Linked DNA regions of Mus musculus: region 1 is linked to region 2. The links are chromatin contacts, called in public promoter capture Hi-C maps. All regions are on one chromosome and are shown on one strand. The core of a region is the stretch at or near the end of the contact, and the rest is flanking DNA. Distances in the headings are between cores, read along the strand shown.

What was found. Promoter capture Hi-C pulls out the DNA fragments that hold promoters and counts their contacts.
Region 1: a contact with region 2 is called in a promoter capture Hi-C map of stem cell-derived epiblast-like cells, with 2.4 times the contacts expected there. The contact joins the enhancer-like site here to the promoter of Calcr in region 2. A contact is called at or near these places in 6 of 39 promoter capture datasets (the 3T3-L1 cell line, embryonic stem cells, hippocampal neurons and 2 more), 1 of 484 Hi-C or Micro-C datasets (frontal cortex), 1 of 115 datasets of contacts at active chromatin or transcription factors (embryonic stem cells) and 3 of 9 other capture datasets (adipose tissue, embryonic stem cells and liver).

What each region holds. Positions count from the first base shown.
Region 1 is chr6:4,189,804-4,196,226 of GRCm38.p6, forward strand. No RefSeq gene overlaps it. Among named protein-coding and RNA genes, the nearest start is that of Bet1, 110 kb to the left of the region's middle. Within about 2 kb of position 1,393, at least 3 of the 459 cell types and tissues checked have an H3K27ac peak or open chromatin away from gene starts, as enhancers often do. A contact at or near this core is called in stem cell-derived epiblast-like cells, where this site is marked.
Region 2 is chr6:3,762,361-3,768,208 of GRCm38.p6, forward strand. Calcr (calcitonin receptor) reads right to left here and starts at 1,263. Exons shown (of 16, transcript NM_001377018.1): 1 at 1,231-1,263; 2 at 862-1,048. Gm33576 (a long non-coding RNA gene) reads left to right here and starts at 1,439. Exons shown (of 4, transcript XR_377297.1): 1 at 1,439-1,696.

The DNA.
Region 1 (6,423 bases), core at 143-2,642, 430 kb after region 2:
ACAACAAAAAGAGGTGTGTGTGTGTGGGGGGGTGTTAATTCAGCCCTGGGAAAGCTCCTGTAACAAAACAACCAAGTTATCTGTCAGAGCTGTCAGGATGCTGCTGTCTCTTCAACAGGGATGGACGGAGAGACCCGCTGAGCAGCAGCAGCTAGATCAGGTTACTGATGTCCCTTAGTCCTCCTCATAGGACAGTGTTTGGTGGCGACACTTCTCCAACACCCTGCTCTAAAGCCTGTCTCCTTGATTCCCCTACTAGAAAGCAGAAACTGCTAAAGACAGATTTCCTCTTCATCTCTATAGTGGATCTCTTCCTTCCTTCGTTCTTTCTGTTCTCTCTTCCCTCTACATTTCAGATTGAGAATGAAGAGACAGAGATGAGCAAGAAAGCCTGAACTTCTGGAACATCTGCCATTGTTTGCAGGGCCAGGAAATGCAGTCTCTTTTAGTTCTTCCGGGTGGTGGTGGGGAATCCCATTCCCTTCGAGAGGGTGAAGCTCCTTTATAGTAAAAAGACGTCTAGGCTGGGCATTGTGGTGCTTGCCTGTGATACCAGCTGCTTAGAGGATTAGGGAGGAGGACTTGCAGTTAAAGGCCACCAGGGCTATATAGTGTTTCATGTCTCAAAAGAATAAGAGGTAGAAATATGCTCTCTCACCTCCAGCTGTTTGAAGGAATTGGAAGTCATCCCAGCCTTGGCATTGACTTATCCAGCTGACCCGATACAGATAGAGATGCTCAGCTCTGCCATTCTAAGACTCTCATGGGTGTCTCTTGTGGTGGACAGAACATTTTGAGCCATTTTAATTGGTGTTTATGACCTTTTCAAACTAGAGTTATGCACTTTTCTACTTTCATGTATCCCCAAAGGCTATTTCTATGTCTCATTTACTTCTGCTCATAAATTATTACTGTGAATTATAAATATCCACTAGAAAATGAGAGCCCTAAAGAATAATGCAAGAAGTAAGAAATAAAACTCACTGATCATACCACTAATTACTAAGCTACCAATGTTTCTGTATTTGATTCTTTGTCCCTGTTTCTTCAAGACCCACTTATACATCTTATACAATCTCTGTCTCATGCAGATGACCTAAACTACGCCGACTCAGACAGAGAAATAGGTTCTTGAACACTTTCAAACAACTAGATCCCTTGACCCACTCCTTCCTTAAGCCTCAAAGTCTCCACCATGGACTAAGTTCTAAGAGAAGTCAACACTCAATGCACTACATGCAGGACTTTCTCTCTGACTAACCCTACCTTCACATTGTCATCTTTAATCCAACATACAGTGTGGGAAGCCGGTGAGGCCATAGGCCCCGTGAAACCCACTTGTTTACTGCCTTGCCCGAGCATGCCCAGTGAGACTACATGTGTGGGCTGCCTGCCAGGCTGGACAGTTCCTCGTGATCCAGACCTGTCAGCCTATCTGTGAACGACCTAAGCTTGTGCCTGGAGTGTGTGTGAATTCTGATTGGATGAGGTGGGGTGGAGCTAGAAGGTGAGTCAGCCTGAGTAGTGAGTTGTTGTTTAGCCCTTGCCCTAGGTAGAAGCCAGAAGTAGAATAGGAGTTGTTTAGCCCTTGCCCTAGGTAGAAGCCAGAAGTAGAATAGGAGTTGTTTAGCCCTTGCCCTAAGAAGAAGATGCTGGGGAAGAGAGCTGTAAGAGAAAAAGCCCGAAGTAAAGTTGCTGCGTGAACCCGACTTGGTGTCTGTGTCGTTCGTGTTGCAGCAGGCTCGGAGGACCAACGACAATACAGGTTGATAGTAGACAAACTTGATGACCTAATAAAAGGAGAGTTTATCAAAATTCCCACCTCCTCATGTGAGAGGTGCAGTCCATTTTTCCTTCCAGTGAATGTGTGGCCAAAAGACTTCTTTTTCAACTATTTAAGATAAGGAGCAACAAGAGGGACTTCAATAAGCATTTGATTTGGAATGGTTTCCTGAAGGTTACTTTAATGGATTTGCATACTTCAGTCACAGATTAGCCATTCCTCAGCTCACAATGAATGTAAATGAGGGGTAGTTTCTAGCAGGGAAAAAATGTTCAGTCACAAAAAAAAAAAAAAAAAAAAAAAAAAAGGAGAAAAGTTGTTCAGAAGAGGACCAAGGAGGAAGCCAAGTAACAGGGAGAGGGTGGGCGGCTTCTCCGAAAGGAAACGGCGAGGGAGAAAAGAAAAAATGAAGCAATTTCAAAACCTCCAAGAGTTTGTGAAGCTTACAAAGCATTGTGCCTTCCCCTATATTTCCTGAGTGAAATTATGAATGTAGAGTTGATTAATCTATTGAAAACTCACAGTTGGGTTGGATGATTGAGGGAGCATAGGAAGTAATTGTTTACGGAGCTGGACTTACTCAGCTGAAGGGAGTAACACTGAATCCCATAGTTGAATTTACCTACTTGGTCTAGAGTTCTTTCAATGGAGTCCAACTCCTTACTCATAATTGAGTATTTTAGCCATTGTCTACTATACATTTATTTAAAATAAACTTGTATAGTTTCATCAAGCAATCAGAGCCTGTGAAATCTTTCTAATAGAAGCAGAGACATCACATGAACTCTTCTGCAATTAGTCAGACTTAATTACAGAGTGCCAAGGGTTGCCACATTATTGAACGAGGTCATCATTATGGAGACTTCTTTTTAAAGAATTTCAATACAACAATAAATAAGAAACAGTACAACCTTGAAAAAACCTAAATCACAAACAGGTGCGACAGAATCTTGGACACAGCAGTTCATTTACGCTCACTTAGGTATTTCCATCCATTCTCTTGTCTTCTTAGGGTCCATAAAACTTTCACCTAGATTTTTGAATTCCTTTCTAGCTATCTTTGAGCATTATATTAAATATCTATCATAATGCACATGATTTGAAAATTTAATAACCCGTATTTTTCAGATTAAAACAAAGACGGGAAAAGTCTCTATTTTGTCCAAGGAAGTGTTAGATCTTTAGGACCAACGTGGTGGACTTTCACACATGGAAAATTATGAGGCTACCAGACCCACCCTTGTACCTGTGTTCTACATCATCTCTGTTTCTAAAGCACAGATGAGAGAAAGCAGGAATGAGGGCATCCCCAGCCAGCACAGAAGTCAGGTGATATGAAACCCCATTCTCTGTGGTGACGAGAGAATAGTTGTGCGTTGCCATCAGTTCATACAGAACAAGCCTTGCAAATATCTAAGTTATTTACATTAGGTGTTGATAAGTACTTATAGAACCCGTGAAAAGCATCATGATACTTGTATCAAGTTTAGTGGCTATAAAACCCTAGATTTTAAATCACAGTCGCAAATTCAAAGATGCAGTTATTTTCCTTCATATTCCCTCTCAGAATGTCTAGGACACAGCACATTTTTTATTTCTGGGAATTGCTTTTTTTTTTCTCCCTTAATTGGGCTCTCTGGATAATTCTACAGGAACAAAAAGAAATAGACTCTGGAATTAGTAGCACTAAACAGGTGCAACAAGATACCATTGAAAAGCTAGTTAAACCTCAAAGGTAAATGCTGTAAGGATAAATGAAATGAGAGACGCCTCATCAAAGCCCAGATGTTGGCCAAGCAGCTCTTATCAGAGCGATCTTTATAAATGTAACAAGCTTATTTCAATGCTACCCACAGCGTGAGGCTGATTTCTATTTTGCATCGTAATAGATTATACAGCTTCAATTTCCAGTGGACATGCCCTAACATATTGGATCTCTCAAGAGACACAGCAGTGGCATTGGAAAGGAGGGCCAGAGGGCTAAGCAATATCGTGCAGTATTTAAAAGGGTTTTCTTTTTTTTTTTCCCTTCTTGACAACCAGCAAACTGTGATTACCAAGTAGAATGATCCACCACTTCCAGCCACCAGAAAAATAATAGCATCCCATTACATGTACCCACTGCAGAATGACCAACTAAATGTCTGCTGTCTGAAAGGCATGTGTGTTCACATATGCATTATTACATAACTATTTAAGTTTTTATATAGAAATCATGTTGCATGCCTTTACTTTTTGAAGTGACAAATGGGATGAGGTGGAGTTCAGAAGCTAGGATGCAGATGCAGAAAACCCTCGTAAAGAGCATGTAACAGTGCCTTCAGCCACAGTGGTCTTTAAGCAGGCACTGAGCTGAGCTTCCAAAGACACTGGTCTACATTGCTGGTTTGTTCTGAAATCCAGAACTGTCATTATAGACCCAGGAAAGCACAAGGCACACCCAAGCCAGCCAGTTAACTAAACTCAGGCTTTGTAGACAAGTTCTGTTCACTGGAGAAATTTAAATATAAAGTAGTACACAAATTAAACATTTGCTGATTATAAAACATAGATAAACTCTTTTGGAAAATAAATTAACACAATTTATTGTGTTTAGCATGTCTTAAAATACATGTTATATTTTCAGTGACAATAATGAAAAACATGTAACTGTCAAAAACATGACCATGTAAAAGTATCTTTGTAGGTTTTATATCATAAGTCACAATTCTGTGCTAGCCTGTGTCAACCAATGCTAAAGCTTCAGGCAGAAAGGAACAGTGAGTACAGGAAACTCCATTTCTCAGCAATTATTTAGAATACCTATAATGTTGCCATTTATTAAAGATGAAAGCAAATTTTCTGAGGTGACATGGCTGTGCTTGCTTGCTTGCTTTAGAAACTGCAGAAGGCAAAGCATATCCGCATCGTTTCAGAGACCATCAGTCTTTTGATTTATTGTCGCCAGTGCTGTGAGTGCCACTTTGCACAAGTACATAGTACAAAATGGCTGAAGTACGCTTAGAGCCATTTCAGAAATTATTGGATATTCTGACCTAAACATCAGGCCAAATTAATGTTGTTGGGTTTTTTTCTTAATAAGACTCAAATGAACAACTCAAACAGCAAGCTTTTTACATTAAAGTTTTATTGCAAAACAACCTCAAAATGTACTAATTTGATGCTTACATGTGGAAGAGAGATAATAGGAAAATATGAAAAGCCCCTGTTTCCATCATTAAAAGCTTTGTATATACAGGAAAAACACTAATTTATGGCATGCTATAATCTTGAATCTGAGCCAAGATGTTTGAGGCAGTATGTAATTTGCTGCCTGATGTGTCTGTTCAGAGCAAGGTGCCCACACGTGTCATGTCTTCGGAACCAAGGCGGCCGCAACCTACTGCTAAAACTAAGGTCCCTTACTCCAGTGACTACAAATTAGTTTTTATTGACTGTTCATTCCAAAACCTCCTGCTGTTGCCAAAGTTATGGACTACAAAGGCAAGAAACATTTGGATTATAAATATAAATAAAAATATTTTGATGGCAATTGACTGCAAAGATGGGATTTAATACTCTCGCGAATGATAAAACATCACAAATACTCAAAAGAGTACATAGGCCTTACAAAAGGCATGCACACCACACATGCCTTACAAAAGAGATCAATATGATAAAAATGCAAACAACAAAGGGAATTAATTCCACCAACCACAAAGATAAAAGTTAAAATAATTGTTCAATAGCATTGGTGTGAATGTCTCAGTGTCTGGAGCTGGGTTAGTGTTAGAGTAGATTACTATCAGGGACAACAGTAATGAGAATCAAGACTTCACGAGTTTCACAGACCCTTTCCTTGGCTAGTTGCATTATTGATTCCTGAGAAGCAAATAGTCGGTCACATTGTGGTAAGTGGATGTGAAACAGAGCATCCAAGTTCTCTTCCCACCAAGCAACCCCTGGGCTCCCTGTTTTTCACTTACTGGGCATGCATTCTTTAGCTTGCAAAATTCTCTTGTTTGACACACAAAAGGAAATAACTCAATGCAGTGAGTTTATTTTATATATATTTTTATTAGGTATTTTCTTTATTTACATTTCAAATGTTATCCCCTTTCCTAGTTTCCCCTCAGAAAATCCCCTATCCCCCCCCCCATGCTCCCCAACCCACCCACTCCCATTTCCGGCCCTGGCATTTCCCTATACTGGGGCATAGAACCTTCACAAGACCTAGGGCCTCTCCTCCCATTAATGACTGACTAGGCCATCCTCTGCTACATATGCAGCTAGAGCCATAAGTTCCACCATGTGCTTTCTTCGATTGGTGGTTTAGTATCAAGGAGCTCTGGTGGTACTGTTAGTGAGTTTATTTTTTTAGCAATATGTAAATATTGGAACATAAGGGTTGGTAAAGGGAGAAAGCAGAAAGATAAGGAGGCTCAGAGCACTAGACCTAGAGGCAGGACATGTGTGGAAAGCAGGAACTTCTTGACCTTTAGTGCACTTGGCTGTGTGCAAAGATGTGCAGAGGCTAGTGTGACTCGATGCTTTTCCTACAGTTTTATTACTGCAAATACACTTTTCTATATTATAACTCTCTATTATACCATATTAAACTATACTATACTATACTATACTATTCTATACTATATCACGCC
Region 2 (5,848 bases), core at 13-2,512:
AAGGAGGCTTATTAGGAAACTATGTAAACAACAGATTTTTCTTAATAGGTGTGAAGAATGGTTGCTATGCATAAATGATTGTTGGAAATTCTGTGTAGAACATGACCAAACAAGCAACAGCATTCACCACTGTATTCCAAGACCCAGCACAACGCTGCCTAGATGCCCACATTCTTTAATTGATACCTATTAAACATCTATTAGGAAAAGCCACGACCTTAAGCCTAGAAATTGCTATACTCAGCAGTACAGGAGGCTAAAACTTTTGAGAGAAAATTCATATGAGTAATATCATAAAACACCCACAGAACCAGAGAGCTCCACAACACAAAGGTATAAACTATCACATCTTCCAATGACACTTTTTTTTCTTAAGCCATGGTAAAATGAAGCAACCGAGACTAAGCCGACCCTACAAGAACACCTCTAAACATCACAGTCAAACTACAATTTTGCAATAAAAAAAATCCACAAAGTATCAGCCAGTCAAACTACAATTTTGCAATAAAAAATTCACAAAGTATCAACCAGTCAAATTACAATTTTGCAATTAAAAAAACCCACAATGTATCAACCAGTCAAACTACAATTTTGCAATAAAAAAAATCCACAAAGTATCAGCCAGTCAAACTACAATTTTGCAATAAAAAATTCACAAAGTATCAACCAGTCAAGTCACAATTTTGCAATTAAAAAAATCCACAATGTATCAACCAGTCAAACTACAATTTTGCAATATAAAAAAAAATCCACAAAGTATCATTCTCACTATCATCTTTCCTGGGACACTCCACATCTTTAATTCCAATCATTCCCTCCAAAAAAGAAAAAAGAAAGGGGGAAAAAACCCCTTCTTCTTACCAGGAATTCTCTTGCTGGATGTCTGGGCACAGCTCAGGTGTTCTCAGGAACGCAGACTTCACTGGGCATCTGCAGGCAGGGGATGCCAACGGCAGGGTGAGGCGCAGAAGTAAGCACCTCTCCAACCAAGAGTTGTCTGCAAGCCAGCCAGGTGCAGTCCGCCCAGAGTCTTGGGCGGCTGGCTCTCCTAGTTTAAAGTGAGAGCAAACTGAATTAGTCCTAAGCACTCCTTCTTGTCCACCTTCCAATTTCCAGACCTTTAAGCCTCCTTTATGGGGTAGGTTTAAAGCCCAAGACTGCAAAGCAAAATAGGCTCCAGGCAAGGTCCTTTTCCCGGTTGCTCTGCTCCCCAAAGCGCGGGAGCCTCACCTTAGCAGTGCCTGCCGCTGCTCGCTCCGAGATGAAGCTGTGCGCAAACTTCTCCGACTTAAGTCCTTTTCGGTGCGCGCGTCACCCGCTCCCTCCTCCCTACGCGCTGCGGCCAAGGGGGGTGGTGGGGGGAGCGGACGATCTCAGAGCCGGCCCCGCCCGGACCCTCCCTGCGCGTCAGCCCCTTCAGCCCTCGGAGGGAGGGGCTAGCAGCCGCTCCGTGCTCCTCCGGACCCCAAGCCCCAGCGGGAGAGGGTCTGCACTCGCTGCCGCTGCTCCACACCCCAAGAGTCCCCACACCCCAGCGCTCGGAGCTCCAGGAAGCGGGAGAGGGTCCCCAGTTAGACCTTGAGTAGGGAGGGAGTTGGGTGGTCGACAGATTGGGCTCAGTGATCGTAACCCGTCCCTGGAGGCAGCTTTCTGAGAGTCCAACCCCTTCCCTGGAGGATGAAAATTCCGTAGGGAGGTGAGTTTCCCAAAGAACCCTACCCCAAAGAGAGTGGTCCCTGGCTCCAAACGTGGTCACTCAGGTGACCGCACCAGGGACCCGATGGAGAGTGGAATCTGTAGTGGGGCGCGGCAGTAAAATTAGGGTGGGAGCGTGAGAAAACAGCTGACCAAGACCTGGAGTGCTGAGTAAGGACCCCGGAGGCAGAGGGTAAGAAAAACCAGAGGGTCCAGCAAGCCCTGGACCCCTTTGGATTTGGGCAGGTGCAACCTAAGGTGCAGGTTGGATTTGGGGGGACATTGCCCTCCACAAAAGAGGTTGTTGCTGGTTTATTATCTTAGGGTGAATGACCGAAGTGAGCACAGCTAGAAAAGAGTAGTCTGAGGTACCTACCTGACTTGGTGTTGAGGACAATTCCCCTTCTCCACTGAAAGCCAGCAGGAGCCCGGGACAATCTGATTCCAGGCGGGCGCAGTCTGGGCTGGCAGGCGCACCCTGGGAGGAAAGCAAGTTGCTTCCAAGGACGGGCTATCCTCCACCTCCTATCCGGAGCTGGGTGCAGCCAGGCATCAGCGGGCACTTCTTTTCCTGACTGTTCAAGCAAAAGCCAGGAAAAGCAGTTACCTGTGTATCCCGGGAATGCAAAGTGGCTGTAGCCCTCGAGGTGACTAACACACCAGAAAAAAAAAGTAGTAATAATAGAATGGGGAAGCGTCAGAGAGCAAGACAAAATACTTTCCTAGGCACTCAGAGGTTGAGTTTGGGTAGTTCTGGGTGACAGATTCAGGTGTCTTGTGAAAGGGGCTGCAGTTCTCCTTGTTCATCCATCCTTGGATCCCTTGCCCCTGAAGTCAGTGACTTCAGGCAAAGGTGTATGTGCTTCTGTCCTAATTTGAACCCCTACTCGACTCTTCCATGCAGAGAGACTATAGGGGCCCCTAATCTGTTTAGTTTGGGGCTTTTATTGCCCCAGTGGAAGACAAGTCAGCTGTACGATTTCCATGGGGGTCTTAATAGGTCTTAATAGGTCTTAATAGGCCCCCTACTCCATTTGCTCTCTGCCTTTCCCTCTCACCTTCAACCGGGTGACCAAGAGGGCCGAGTGAGACTCATACAATCAAACCTAAAGCACTACTCCACTGCAGGGGAAGAGCCTTTAGCCCCTTCATTTTCTGGATTGAAGTGGCAGTAATAGTTGGCCGTGTGAAATGTGACAAGGGGCCAGACATTCGGGTGAGAGGGATGTTAGCAAAGAAAAATGCAGAGCAACATGCACAAAACCTGTATGTGAACCTTCCTATTTGTACAATTAATTTGGGCTAATAAAAAATCAAAAGAGATCCTCTAAATTCACGATTTAGATGTAAATCCTGGCTGTGTGCTTTAACATCTGTCCTGGGTTCAGTAGCTCTCTGATTTTCCAGCTGCTGCTAGCCAGCCGGCAGCTGATCAAACCTTCTTTTTAAAAATTCTTTTGGTAACCTTAATTGCCTTCATGGGTACAAACGGCACAGAATTATTAAAATTGTTAATTTATCTACTATATACTATAGCAACTGCTGGGGGGCCAAATATCCAGAATTATTCTTTTGTAGCTCCAAAGCACTGAAATATCAGTGAGTCGGGGAATGACTGGTGTGAGGAAGAAAGTGTCGCTGTCCAGCCAGCACAGGGGAACTGGTTGTTGTTGACTGATCCTTGGGCATCCCACAGTATTGATAACAAACAGGAGTGTTCTGATAGCAAATTGGACGTGTTTCTGTAAAGCCACGGAGTTGTACACGACTTAGATAAAGAAAAAAAAAGTCTAAGAACTATAGAGGAAACAGCACACGTATGTTATAAAGCCTTAAAGCATGTGTGGTGTAAGCATAGGCAACTTCAACTAACTGAGGTTCTAACTGTGCCAGAAGTAATTTTGGCAAAGCAAGAAGCCACTATAGCCAGATTTTGGGGAAGGTGATGTAGCTGGAGTGGATCAGGGATGAGGCTGAGTCTCTCAAGGGGAATAAAATGACTTTGCTTGCTACATTAATTTATTAATACCAAAATTGCTATGCACCTGTTAGATGCGTTTGGAATCACAGAATTGTAGCTAACTCTGTTGCTGTCTTAATGGTTCCAGAATATTTTCTGTGTGGACCCAGTAAGTCCCCAGATGGAAAGCTGTGGATGTGGGGGCCATGAAATAGCAAAAGTATGTTTGCCCGGTGATCTAGACTTTCTGAAATCTGTTGCTTGTTCCAAAGTCAGTGTAGTGAAATGGAGTGGAACCTAGCACAGTGGAGCATGTTTGGGAAGTATGGGTGTGGTTCCTCAGAAGCTCAGTCTCATTTCCACATTGGACTGTCTGCGCTGGACTGCTGAGTAAAGAGATGGATTATAATCAAAGGTAGCATAACCTTGATTCAGGGTAAGTTGCTGCTTTTCAAACAGGATGCCTCATATTTGCAAATAAACCTTTGAATAAAACAAATTTATCTGTGTGGCATTCAGGAAATAATCAAGTTAATTGTTAATTCTATATTTCTGCAATTGTCCCTGATTACTCTTGATATCAAAGTGCTGAAGTTTTATGAAAGGTTTACTGTTCTCCTTCTGTCCCTCTTTAAACATCTTGTCTGTTAGGCAGCCGTGAGTTTAGGGAGACTCTGTAATCAATCTTGTCTTCCGTGTCTGGAGACTAAAGAACTAACTGCTTTAGAGGCAATTCCACCTCTGCCTTTAAAATTCCCCGTCTTCATTGCTCAGAGTGTGGAGTCTCGCAGTGCATGAAGTTCAGAGCTTGTCCTTTGGCTGGCTAGCGAAAGCCTGCGATCTGCCTCGTCTGCCCTTCAGCTCCTGGATTACAGGTTTGAGCTGCTGGACAAGAGGATGCTGGGGCTCTGGACTCAGCTCCTTATCCTTGTACAGTGAGCACAGTACTCACTGAACCATCTCTCTATGAGTTTGTTCTCTTTTTTAAAAATAATCTAGACAAAAAGTTTTTCTCAGGAACTTAATCTGTTCTTTTATTAATTCCTGATAGGCAAAGCTTCATTGTATTGAAATACACCCCAGATCATTATACTCCATTTAGAGCATATTTAATACTCCTTGGGTCATAATACACTGGACTAGTCACCCTGGGGTACCTAAGGTGTATAATGTGCAGTTCCGACCCCAGGAAGCCCAGAGTCCGCATACAGACACGCAGTGCTCCCTTTTCGGCCTTCTTGAACACACAACACCTGGTGATTATCCTGTATGTAATTACCCTTCAGCTTTACAGACCTCAGGATGACAGTGAGAACAATAATTTATCTTGGTAAAAAATAATTTTCTTCCTTTGAAACAATTTGAACTTTGACCTGATAGATCATTCTTTTCCGGAAGGAAGAGAGGCTGCTTTGATTTTCTGGTTCTTTTTTTTTTTTTTTTTTTTTTTTTGACATGGAGCTGGTGTGTCTCACAGTTGTATTTCTATAAAGAATACATCTCCTGACAGCAGAAAACAAACAAACAAAAAAAAACCAAACAAACAAAAAAACTAAACTAAAGCGAAGCTGAACCACAAATTCCTCGGGAACTAGCAAATGCCTTCCCTAATTCTACTCAGTATAAAGTTTACTTGGGTTAACAGTTAACTCAGTCAATAAATAACCCATAGTAAGAGGCTGTGGCAGGGTGTATATTACTGAGTTGTAATGGAAACTAATTCTTCCATGTCTGAGGAAGTTGGGAAATAGGTACTTCCTGTTTTATAAAGAGAATTCCAGAGAGAAATCCAGGAGTTAGGGAAAAAATCTGCAAAATAAATAAAGAAATAAAAATAAAATGCATGCACCCATTCATTAAAAGAAAAAAAACATGAATAATTGAGTACCAAGAGCTTACATCCTAACGTGAGTTGGCCAGATGCAAATAATAATAAGCAGGAGAGTGGTTAATTTCAGGTACTGACAGTATCAAGGAGACTGCTGACAGACAGCTGAGATGCAGGCATGGCCGTGTTGCTCTACGTGTGAGGGAAGGTTCTCCTTGAGCTGAGCCCCCCATGCCTTCCTAGAAAAATCCTTGTGGTGTGCTTGTCTCACCCATTCCCTATTAAAGATATCCTTCGGTCAGGAATCTATACATCTTGGGATATGCATGTGTGGGTATGTGTGCCTCTGTAAACGGCTCTCTGTA